Linked DNA regions of Xenopus laevis: region 2 is linked to region 1. Evidence: chromatin contacts called from public Hi-C data. All regions are on one chromosome and are shown on one strand. The core of a region is the stretch at or near the end of the contact, and the rest is flanking DNA. Distances in the headings are between cores, read along the strand shown. Region 1 holds the start of stard9.L (stAR-related lipid transfer protein 9). Region 2 overlaps psen1.L (presenilin 1 L homeolog).

Region 1 (5,453 bases), core at 1,434-3,933:
TAGTATGTTCTGCCTAGCAGCTATCTCTCTATGTGGTATGCAGGTATGCTGCCATATGTTAGTCGCAGTTGAAAGTTTCTTTTGTTTCCACTGGCTGTGGTGTTTCTCCCCTCAGTTTTTCTAACCTGTATGGTCGATTCCTGTACCTCGTCCTTGGTACCAGCATTCAATTGAAAATGTAGTTAGGTGGAACAGACCCAGGTGTGAATAAAGGATATTTTGCAGCAAAGCTCTGCGTCCACCTGGGTCTGTTCCACACTACTTGAATTTGCAAGTAGTGTTTCCAATAAACCATTGCTCTGTATAGTTCTCTGTGAGCCCCATCCCCTATAGATATACAGGTATAGGACCTGTTATCCAGAATGCTTGGGACTGGGGGGTTTCTGGATAACAGATCTTTCTGTAATTTGGATCTTCATACCTTGTCTACTAGAAAATAATGTAAATATTTATTATATCTTAGTTTGGATCAAGTACAAAGTACTATTTATTATTACAGAAAAAAAGGGAAATATTTTTGTTTACAATTTGGATTATTTGGATAAAATGGGTCTGTGGGAGATGAACTTTCCGTAATTTGGAGCTTTCTGGATTATAGGTTTCTGGATAATGGATTCCCATACCTGTATCTTTATTAATTATGTCTTCATCTTAAAGGGATTTTTCACCTTTGCGTTATCTTTTAGTATGATGCAGAGAGCGATGTTCTAAGACAATTTTCAATTGATTTTCATTTTGTTTTATTTGTGGTTTTTGAGCTATATAGTTTTTTATTCAACATCTCGCCAGTTTGCAGTTTCAGTAATCTCGTTGCTAGGGTCCAAATTACCCTAGAAGCCATGCATTGATATAAGTAAGAGACTTGAATATGACTACGAGAGGGCCTGAACAGAAAGATGAGTAATAAAAAGTAGGAAAAAAATAACAATACATTTATAGCCTTACAGAGCATTTGTTTTTTAGATGGGGTCAGTGACCCCCATTTAAAAGCTGGAAAGAATCAAAAGAAAAAGGCAAATAATTACAAAAATCTATAATAAATAAATAAAAACCAATTGAAAAGTTGCTTAGAATTGGCCATTCTATAATGTACTAAAATGTAACTAAAAAGTGAACCACCCCTTTAACAATAATATGTGGTACTGCAAGGATATACAATAATTGTAATTTAATTTCTGGCGTATCTGTTTACTTGACACAGAAAGCTGTACTGGAGTGAAGCAGCTTCTTCCCTCCAGATGTCTGCACAATCACCAAGTTCCAAAGGAAGATTTATGAATTCAAATGTATGGAGTTGTTTAACACATTAAGACAGGGCCTTAATTTAGGGTCAGGTTTCATGTCACACTATGTGACCTGACTGAATCCAGACTCCTGGACTATTTACAACCCACCCTAATTCATTGTATTATCTCTATGATCGATCTCTATCTATCTGTAACTTCCAAAGGGGCCTTGGTGCTCCGAAAGCTTGCAATGTATTTTTATTGTAAGCCAATATACGTATCACTTCTACAATACTTTTGTATTTGTTTGTTTTTTTATTTGTTATTTTTGCTACTGGCTAACATGGTACCACAGTTTTTGTTTTCAGTCTTTTTGGAAATTTGATATTAGCCAAATGCCCTCACTTTGTAGCAGGACCATTTCAGATCACTGACAGGATGCAATAAATAATCAGAACGGTGAAAGTGCACTGGGATACAGAGACGTAACTAGAGGGGGGCGGGCCCTGGCGCGGGACGTGCAGCCGGGCCCCGTCCCCCTCCGTAAGGCCGGAAACGGCCGCATTTACGCCCACATTTCCCTTAGAAGAGAGTGGCGTGCGAGCTGCCGGGGGGCCCTGAGGGGGTGCGGGCCCTGGCCCAATCGCACCCCCTGCTCCCCGGGTAGTTACGCCACTGCTGGGATAGAGGGAAGCAGTTCCTGCTCTAAAATTCCAATGGGACACAGAAAGTTACACTATATTCAAGGGGAAGATGATGCCTGAATATTCAGGTACCGTTGGTCTAGCAGAGAGAGATTTACCTATACAGATACTGCTAATTTCTTTTTAAATCGTTTAAAAAAAAAAAAAGGAGGAAATTGAGGCGGATGTTGGTAACCCCCTCCTCCACTTGGATAGAGCATTCCATAACTTTCTTTTTAGAAAATTTTAGGGATGCTCTGAATCCAGGATTTGGTTCCGTATTCGGCCAGGATTCAGCCTTTTCCGGCAAGATTCAGCCGAATCCTTCTGCCCGGCCAAACTAGGGAGGGAAATCACGTGACTTTTTGTCACAAAAGAAGGAAGTAAAAAATGTTTCCCCATCCCACCCCTAATTTGAATATGCAAATTCGGTTCCGTATTAGACTGAATCTTTCTCGAAGGATTCGGGTGCATCCCTAGAAAATTTAAAGCAAAAGAGTCCCATTTGTCCGATAACATGTATGGGATCTATTATATGGAAACCCTTTATCCAGGAACCTTTGAGTTTTGGAATTTCTAAAGAGCCTTTTTTGAAAGGAGTCCTCCACCAAACATAGATTTTATGTATTTTGAAAGAAAATGGAAAAGCTGAAGCTCCACTAATGAGCATGAGAGGAAGACAGTTTGATCAGGCTGGGAGCAGAGAGGCATGGGGGTGGGGCTTAGGCTCCTATTGCACTCACTCACTCACTCACTGCCTGTGGAAATGAAAAGACACAACCAGTCCTCATTTCAGCCCAGGCACTGGGATATCTCTGCAGCTCTGATGTGAAATAGCAATGCATTTAAAGGAAGGGGGCCATATAATACTAGGAGATGACATAATATGTTCCCTTTAACTTCAGGGCTGTTGCTAATATCACAGCAACTGAAGCAACCGAGAGGCGGGATTTAGTTTTCCTTCCAGCTGCTTATTCCAGTCCCTGAGACGTTTCCAAACACATTGGGGTGAAACAGGGGAAACTAATCTAAAACAGATGCCAGAGCTGTGCAAGCCAGTTAACCTCCCCATCTGTATGCAGAATGGGCACTTTCTGAAGAGATCAGACAAACCAAGGCAAAAGAGAGGCGGCAACTACTTGACTGCTTCTTTTCTGACATTGCATAAGGCACACCCCTAGAATCAGAGCCCTGGGAAGTTCTGCCTCCTGCTCAGTGTGATCTAGCCTGTGGCTGCTGGAGTCCTGCGGAGGGACTGCTCTTCCAAAATCTCCTCATGTAGGGAGTCATTCATGTAGTAGGGAAAGGATATGTGGCACCCCACTCTGTCAGAATGGCAAACGTCAAGGTGGCTCTGCGAGTCCGACCTCCCAGCAAAAGGTAAGTAGCCAAGTGTTTTGGGCTGGTTGCGTATGTATGTGGGTGGGGGTTGTAACTGGTTTCATGAGAGAAAACATTTGGATATAATGTGCTCAAACACAGGATGTTGTGTGTCAGGAGGCTGCTGGCTTGTAGGAACTGATTTTAGAGCATTTCTAGGGACCCCTAGCATTAGTAGGGCCCTTTAAGAGGAAAAGTAGATACAATTGCACATTATTATTATTATTAACAATTGATAGCTTCTGTACGTACAAAAGGGGTGCCAAACCTGCACCCCTTCAGGTTCTGTCAAACTGCAGCTCCCTAACTGAGAGTTGAAGTTTAACAACGGCTGGATGTGCTGCAGGTTATTCATCCATGATTTATAAATCCCACCCCAGATAGGGGCCCCCAACTTTCCTGCATTAACAGGTTCTCCTTCTCCACTGCTCCAGCATTGAGTCTCCACCATACTGTTGCTTGTGTTTATTGTTTTGTATTCAACTGTTTTCTTAAAGAGATACTGACACCAGAAAATAACCTTTTTTATATCCATCAGAACATTATCTTTGAATGCTATTTATAAGTTTGCCATAAAAGTATTTGCCTGATGCTTTTACATTACCTTTCTTACCCCCATGTTCCTCTATGAGGGGGCTGCCATATTTGTGCAGCAGTAGCCGTTAGCATTAGCTGAGATGGGGACAGTCAGGTCAGCAAAACAGTCAGGTTTAGAAACTTCAAGTGACAATTACTTGCAAAATCAGAACTATCGGCAAAAAACGTTCAACGTGACCTATATGTTACTTTTAACGTAGATTAATATAAGATTTTAGTGTCGGTATCACTTTAACTGATACATGCTCATGCATCATACTCATGTTTCTTTCATTTAATGTGTCCTTGTCTCTGTTAGTTACTGGACTCCACAACAAACTGAAAGATTAAGGCCCCCTAAAATATATGCATAAACTTTTACTGGCACTGCTTATTACCCAGTAATTTACTATACCCTTTATACTGACTGATTGGGTCTTCACCAGTCACAGTGTCTGCTTTATCTGTAGTTACACCCCTGCCCCAAACTGTCAGTGTCACATTAACTTATGTACTGTCATAAATAAACACTTTATTGTAATGAAGAGAGTAGTAAGCACAGCTGCAAAAGTGCTAACTTTGTGAGATATTTGAAATATCTATAGAAACATATTTATTTAGGATTTAATAAATGGACCACATACTGTATATACTGTAAATGATAACTTTTTTTAATGTGATCATTTATAATTGGTATTTATTGGTCATTTCTGCCACATGACCCATTGAGACGTAAAATATGTAGTGAATAAAGTACCCTCTCTTGTAAAATATAAGCATACTATAAGTTACTGGGGTGTTCCATGACCATACAAGGCCAAAGGCCAAGTGTTTTTATACAGGTCGTGGAACTCTGAGGTGACTTATAATACCCTCATATTTTGCGACAGGGGGTACATTATTTATTATAATACACAAGTTTCAGTGAGTCTCGTCACAGAAATGACATCACTAATCTACGATTATAACCAATGACATCACTAAGCACCGCTTATATAGTGAATAAAGTACCCCCTCTTGTAAAATATAAGGATATTATAAGTTACCGAGGAGTTTCATGACCATGGCATTAAAATGGCATTAAGTATCTGCCAAGTATGCAGACATCAATTTAAGGGGTAAAACAATGGCAATTCTTTGCTATAGCAGCACTTCTGCCAACTTCTGCCAGGTGGTAATTGTGAGCCTAAAGGTATGCAGAAGTCCTGTATGCACTGCCATATTTTTTCCACTATTCCACTACAGGGTCCCTTATGCTTATCCAGCTTTATCAATTAGCATTCAAAACACATTTTTTTCATAACTGGTTGAATATAAATGAATGGGAGCACGGGAAGAGCAAGGGTATCACAAACCATTCTGACTTGTAAATGGGCAAAGTGTATAATACATTTTTTTTTTTTACACAAGTGTTGTAAAAACCTGTAAAATATATAGTGAATAATTTACCCCCTCTTGTAAAATATAAAGATATTATATGTTACCAAGGAGTTTCATGACCATATAAAAACACGACATTAGAAGTAACTTCAGAGTTCCATGACCTGTATAAAAACACTCGGCCTCGTGTTTTTTTATATGATCATGA
Region 2 (5,453 bases), core at 2,139-4,638, 180 kb before region 1:
CTTTAAATACCCTCCAGTTAGTTAACACAGGTTCCAGCAGGTTAAGTTGTTTTCAGTCACAGCATATAAATCCTCTTTCACTGCCAAAAGCATCTTTAACAGAACTGTTCAGTTTTTTTTTTTTAAGTTTTTTTTTTTAACCCCAGGGCTTCGTGTATTCTAACTGAGTCATGGCGCAGCGAGGAATGCTGCCTGATCAATTTATAACACAGACAGAAATAAGCCTACAGTAAGAATGCTGATGAACGTGATTATGTGAGAACCGTAGCACAGAAAGGGTGAAAGTTCTCAGATGCCAGGAATGGTGGCAAACAGGATTTACTCATGTAAATTTACCCCCTAGGCATATCATTGACCCCAATATATTTTCAGTTTATTTTTATTGGCCTCCATTGCATTTAACAGTTCTGTTAACAGCAAAAATGTTTAAACTTGTCATTTTCCAGTCATTTGATTGAAAGCTTGTTTTATATGAACAGGACAACTTTATGCAGTTTTTCGATCTGTTCTTCCCAACATATCTAGGGGCCCATTTACTTAGTTGGAGTGAAGGAATAGAATAAAAAAAACTTTGTATTTCAAATGTTTTTTTTGCTACTTCGACCATCGAATGGGCTACTTCGACCTGCGACTTTGAATCGAACGATTCAAACTAAAAATAGTTTGACCATTCGATAGTCGAAGTACTGTCTCTTTAAAAAAAACTTCGACCCCCAAGTTCGCCACCTAAAACCTACCGAAGTCAATGTTAGCCTATGGGGAAGGTCCCCAGAGTCTTTGCTATCTTTTTTTGGTCGAAGAAAAATCGTTCGATCGATGGATTAAAATCCTTCAAATCGAACGATTTTCCGTTTGATTGAACGAATTGCGGTAAACCCGTCGACTTCGATATTCGAAGTCGAAGGATTTCAATTCGGCAGTCAATATCGAGGGTTAATTAACCCTCGATATTAGACCATAAGTAAATTTGCCCCCTAGAGTCATTGTAATGTAGATTGTTGATTAGTACACCAAAGCATGTCTTTAAATCATGGCTTTTAAATTGTGCCTTGGGAAAATAATTAAAGAACTCTTGTATAACGGAAAAGTGGAATGTGTTTGAATGGGTCAGCAAGGCAGGTGTTTTGATTACAAACAAACAGTTGAGCAACTGGGATCCTGTGATAAAAATGGAAGAGGAACAGACTCACTGATGCAGTCTTTTCATCAGAGTGATCCTCTCCATGCTACAAAACATCTGTGTGTAAACCCAGCAGAGATTCATGCTGTAAAGCTATGTCCTTTTAAATTCACATGATCTCTGCCCAGTGCACTGGATTAATAATTGTCATCTTCTACAGTAATTCATGATTTTCTTGATTGTTTCTTGACAGTTGCAGTTACGGTGGTCATAATTCAGTTCTGCTAAATCAACATGCAATAGATCTGCCTGGCTAAAATTGTAACCCTTTATCCAGATATTAGGTTGCTCTTGTGCTAGACACGAATTGTAAGCGGTGGACATTGATGATCACTGATGTAAATACTAAAGCAGATGAATTGCTTTTTTTTCTCCCCATGTAGGTCATCCATGGCTGGCTCATCATATCTTCCCTTTTATTGCTTTTTTTCTTCTCTTATATATACCTTGGGTAAGTACATAGTGAAACAGAAGAAGGCATGCTGCTTACATAAACCTTTGTAATGGGACTTTGTAACACTTTGTAACACCTGTTTGCAAGATGAAAAGATGGAGAATGAGAAGACAAACTATTCAAAACTATAGAACTGTAGAAATGAAGACCAACTGAAAAGTCCCTAAGAATAGGGGCTTAAAGATGAACATGCATGTACTCAACACTCGTATAAAACTTTTTCTGCATCAGTACCAGCTCCTAAGACCGTGATCTCTTGTATTGTATTAAGTGCTTCTCAATTGTTACTGAATTACAAATTAAAGGACAAGTAACACCAAAGATTAAGTGTTTTAAAGTAATTCAAATATAATGTACTGTTGCCCTGGTAAAAGTTATGTGTTTGCTTTAGAAACACTACTATAGTTTACATGAGTAGGCTGCTGTGTTGCCATGGGGCAGCCATTCAAAGCACAGGTTATATAGCAGATAATAGATGCACTCTGTAGAATACCATTGTATTCTATTACAGGCCTTATCTGTTATCTGCTAAGTAACCTGTGCCTTTTCTCCTTTTTCAACTTGAATGGCTGCCCCCATGGCAACATAGCAGCATACTCATATAAACTATAGTAATTTTTCTAAATCAAACACATAACTATTACCAATGCAGGGTGACGGTATGCAATATGTTAATTACTTTAAAACACTTTTTTGGTTTTAACATCCCTTTAAATGAGGACCATTTTCTTCAGTAAGCCTATTGTGTGCAGTAACATAGGTGTGCTGGTCTCCCAAAAAACTATTTTTAATACAAAAGAGGAATAGCCATGGACTGCACATACAAATATGTTTTTTATACAAGAACGTATATTGGTTTGTACTGCCAATAATATTCATATAAACTCTGTATGCCAATATTCTCTTCTGTCTTACCACATGCATTTTTTTGTCCATATAGGCAAAGTGTGTACTAGGTAAATATTTATAAAAGTTATCTGCAGCTCCTGTGTAATGAGGTCATGTGCTTGCTTTCCAGTGAAGTGTTTAAAACCTATAATGTGGCCGTGGATTACATCACTCTGGCTTTACTGATCTGGAATTTTGGTGTAGTAGGAATGATATGCATTCACTGGAAGGGACCCCTTCTCCTGCAGCAGGCCTATCTTATCATGATTAGTGCTCTTATGGCTTTGGTGTTTATTAAATACCTTCCTGAGTGGACAACTTGGCTCATCTTAGCCGTGATATCTGTTTATGGTGAGTAGAAACCATTTGCTCTAGAAATGATTCCATTACTACTGAGCAAGGTTTAGCTTATGTGATTTTCATTCTAAATCAGTTTTTTTCTTTTAGATCTCGTTGCTGTCCTGTCTCCAAAAGGACCTTTACGAATGCTGGTCGAGACAGCACAGGAGAGAAATGAAACCCTTTTTCCAGCATTAATTTATTCTTGTAAGTAGCTATTATAATTTCCGACTTAAGGAATAGGTTAAGAATAAAACCTGCTTCTTGTTAGTTAACAAAGGAAATTGCAGCACATTTCCCTAACAAAGAATATGCAATTTGAGTTGAAGGAGAACTAAACCCTAAAAATGAATATGGCTAGAAATGCCATGTTTTATATATTGAACTAGCTCAAAAGTTCAGCATCTCTTTAACAGCAGCGTTGGACTGGGGGTTCCGGGATACACCGGGCCTTCTGCCTTAGGGTCCCACACACCACCCACCGGGCCCCCCTTTCCGCAAAGCACCCTCTGCCTCCCCCCCAGCAGTCACCACTTTCCACCCCCCCATCCCAGTTGCGGCCCCTTCTCTCTGTGCTTACCTATTCCAGTAAGAGCTGGGGCCCACTAGGTTTTTTCCCGATGCCCCGCTGGCCCAGTCAACCCTGTTCAACAGTAATGATCCAAGCCTTCAAATTTGTCACAGGAGTTTCCCCATCTTGAATTTTATTTGGAGTGACATGAACATGCTCAGTGGGCTTTGAGCAGCTGTTGAGACGTTAAGCTTAGGGGTTGTAGCAAATCATCAAGTAGAAAATTAGATTTATTTTTTTTTGATAAAAAAAATATTTGACTAAAACAACACACAAACATTTTATACAATTTTTTTAAAAGGATTGCAAATAATAAAGTTGCATAAAGTCAATGTATTTATAGTTTAGAATTTCTGTTATCAAGAGCTTGGTTGTTCAGTCCATTTCCCATTGTCTTTTATTTTGTTGTTCACAGGAACAGTAGTTAGCACTTTTTAGGAAAGCTTTAGTTATTTAGCATGCTCTGATAATCTATCCTAATTATGACAATGGAAGCACTGCCCTATACACTGAAACAAACAAGAGGTAATTGTGCCGCAGTGTTGGAGAAACAAGCACCAGTATACTAGACCTGCTTGTGAATATTTTTTTTTTGCCCATTAATTCCTAAGCACTTAAACAGCTGGTGTTTCATTGGTGAAGTGGCTTTAGCATTGTTTCCTATTATTAAGAAGCCTATAGATTATACTACAGAACGGGTATGGAACCTATTATGCACAATGCTTGGAACCTGGGGCTTTCTGGATAAGGGGGCTTTTTCCGTAATTTGGGTCACAATATCTAAACTCTATAAAATAATGAAACATTAAATAAAGGCAATAGGGTTGTTTGAAACCAACATGAATTCATGCAGCTTAGTTACCATCAATTAAAAGGTACTGTTTTATTATTACAGAGAAAAAGGAAATCATTTAAAAAAATCTATTATTTGCATAGAATAGAATCTATGGGAGATGGCGTTCCCTTAATTTGGTGCTTTCTAGATACCCGATTTCTGGATAGGAGATCCCATAAATGTACACACATCAGATTCTCTACAAAAAAAAACAAATGCTAGCAATTTGCTGTGTAGAAATGTTAGTTGGAAATGAGACCTAGTACATTTAAACGGGAACTATTGTGAAAATGGAAATTTAATATATGCTTCATCTTACTGAAATAAGACATTTTCTAAATATAATCAATGATAAATTCGGAACCGTTTCTTAAATATTCAAGTTACTCTTCACTTTAGCACTCTCTGCATCAGTCTCTCTTTATTCTCTCTTTCATGCAGGAGTTGGGAGTCTGATTTTGAATGACCTTTAATTCCAATATATCTTTTAGAGGGGCTCCTTTTGCCTATAAGATGTATTAGAGCTCACTCTTTTAAAATTACCAGAAATCCTGTCTCTCTACATGCAGAATTTGTGCCAAAGTAAATTATTTTGTATGATTTTGTTTGTACTGGAATCAGTTGAGTCAGCTCAAATTCATCTGCTAGGAAAAGAAGCCCCTCCCCTATATGATATATTGGATCTAACTCTCAATGAAAATCTGACACCCAACTCCTGCACGAAATCAAGAGAAACAGATGCTGAACGAGGAACAGCGAAGATAAACTTGATTATTTCAGAAATGATGCAGAATTTCTAATTGATTGTGTTTATAAAGTTTCATATTTCTATATGATGAAGCTTATATTACATTTTCATGATCACGAAGCACTAACTCACTGGCCAACTATCTGGTTAGGTTTGATGTAGGGTTTTTAAATCCCCAAAATTCCCTCAAAATTGTGGCAAATGGGTGATTTTTTTTTTTTTTAAGTATTTTGCTTTTGTCAGTTTTTCAAAGCTTATAAACCGTTTCAAAATGCAGATTCAATCATGTATTATAAGGTCTTTTGGGCTCTTTACTTCTGTGTCAGTTATTGCTTTGTTTGTAAATCTGTATGTTCAATATATAAAAAGTACACAATTACCTGCAAATTATTACCATGAACTAAAAGAAAGTTGTCATCTACAGCTACAATGATATGG

The links. A called contact is a pair of places that touch in the nucleus more often than the background predicts.
Region 2: a Hi-C map of the XTC cell line shows a contact between it and region 1, with 3 times the contacts expected there. The contact joins the enhancer-like site here to the promoter of stard9.L in region 1. A contact is called at or near these places in 2 of 4 Hi-C or Micro-C datasets (the XL177 cell line and the XTC cell line).

The regions. Positions count from the first base shown.
Region 1 is chr8L:97,881,592-97,887,044 of Xenopus_laevis_v10.1, reverse strand. It overlaps stard9.L (stAR-related lipid transfer protein 9), which reads left to right and starts at 2,683. Exons shown (of 31, transcript XM_041573288.1): 1 at 2,683-3,289.
Region 2 is chr8L:98,058,891-98,064,343 of Xenopus_laevis_v10.1, reverse strand. It overlaps psen1.L (presenilin 1 L homeolog), which reads left to right. Exons shown (of 12, transcript NM_001090554.2): 6 at 1,564-1,631; 7 at 2,653-2,873; 8 at 2,970-3,068; 9 at 5,440-5,453. Among protein-coding and RNA genes, the nearest start is that of psen1.L, 23 kb to the left of the region's middle. Within about 2 kb of position 3,388, at least 1 of the 7 cell types and tissues checked has an H3K27ac peak or open chromatin away from gene starts, as enhancers often do.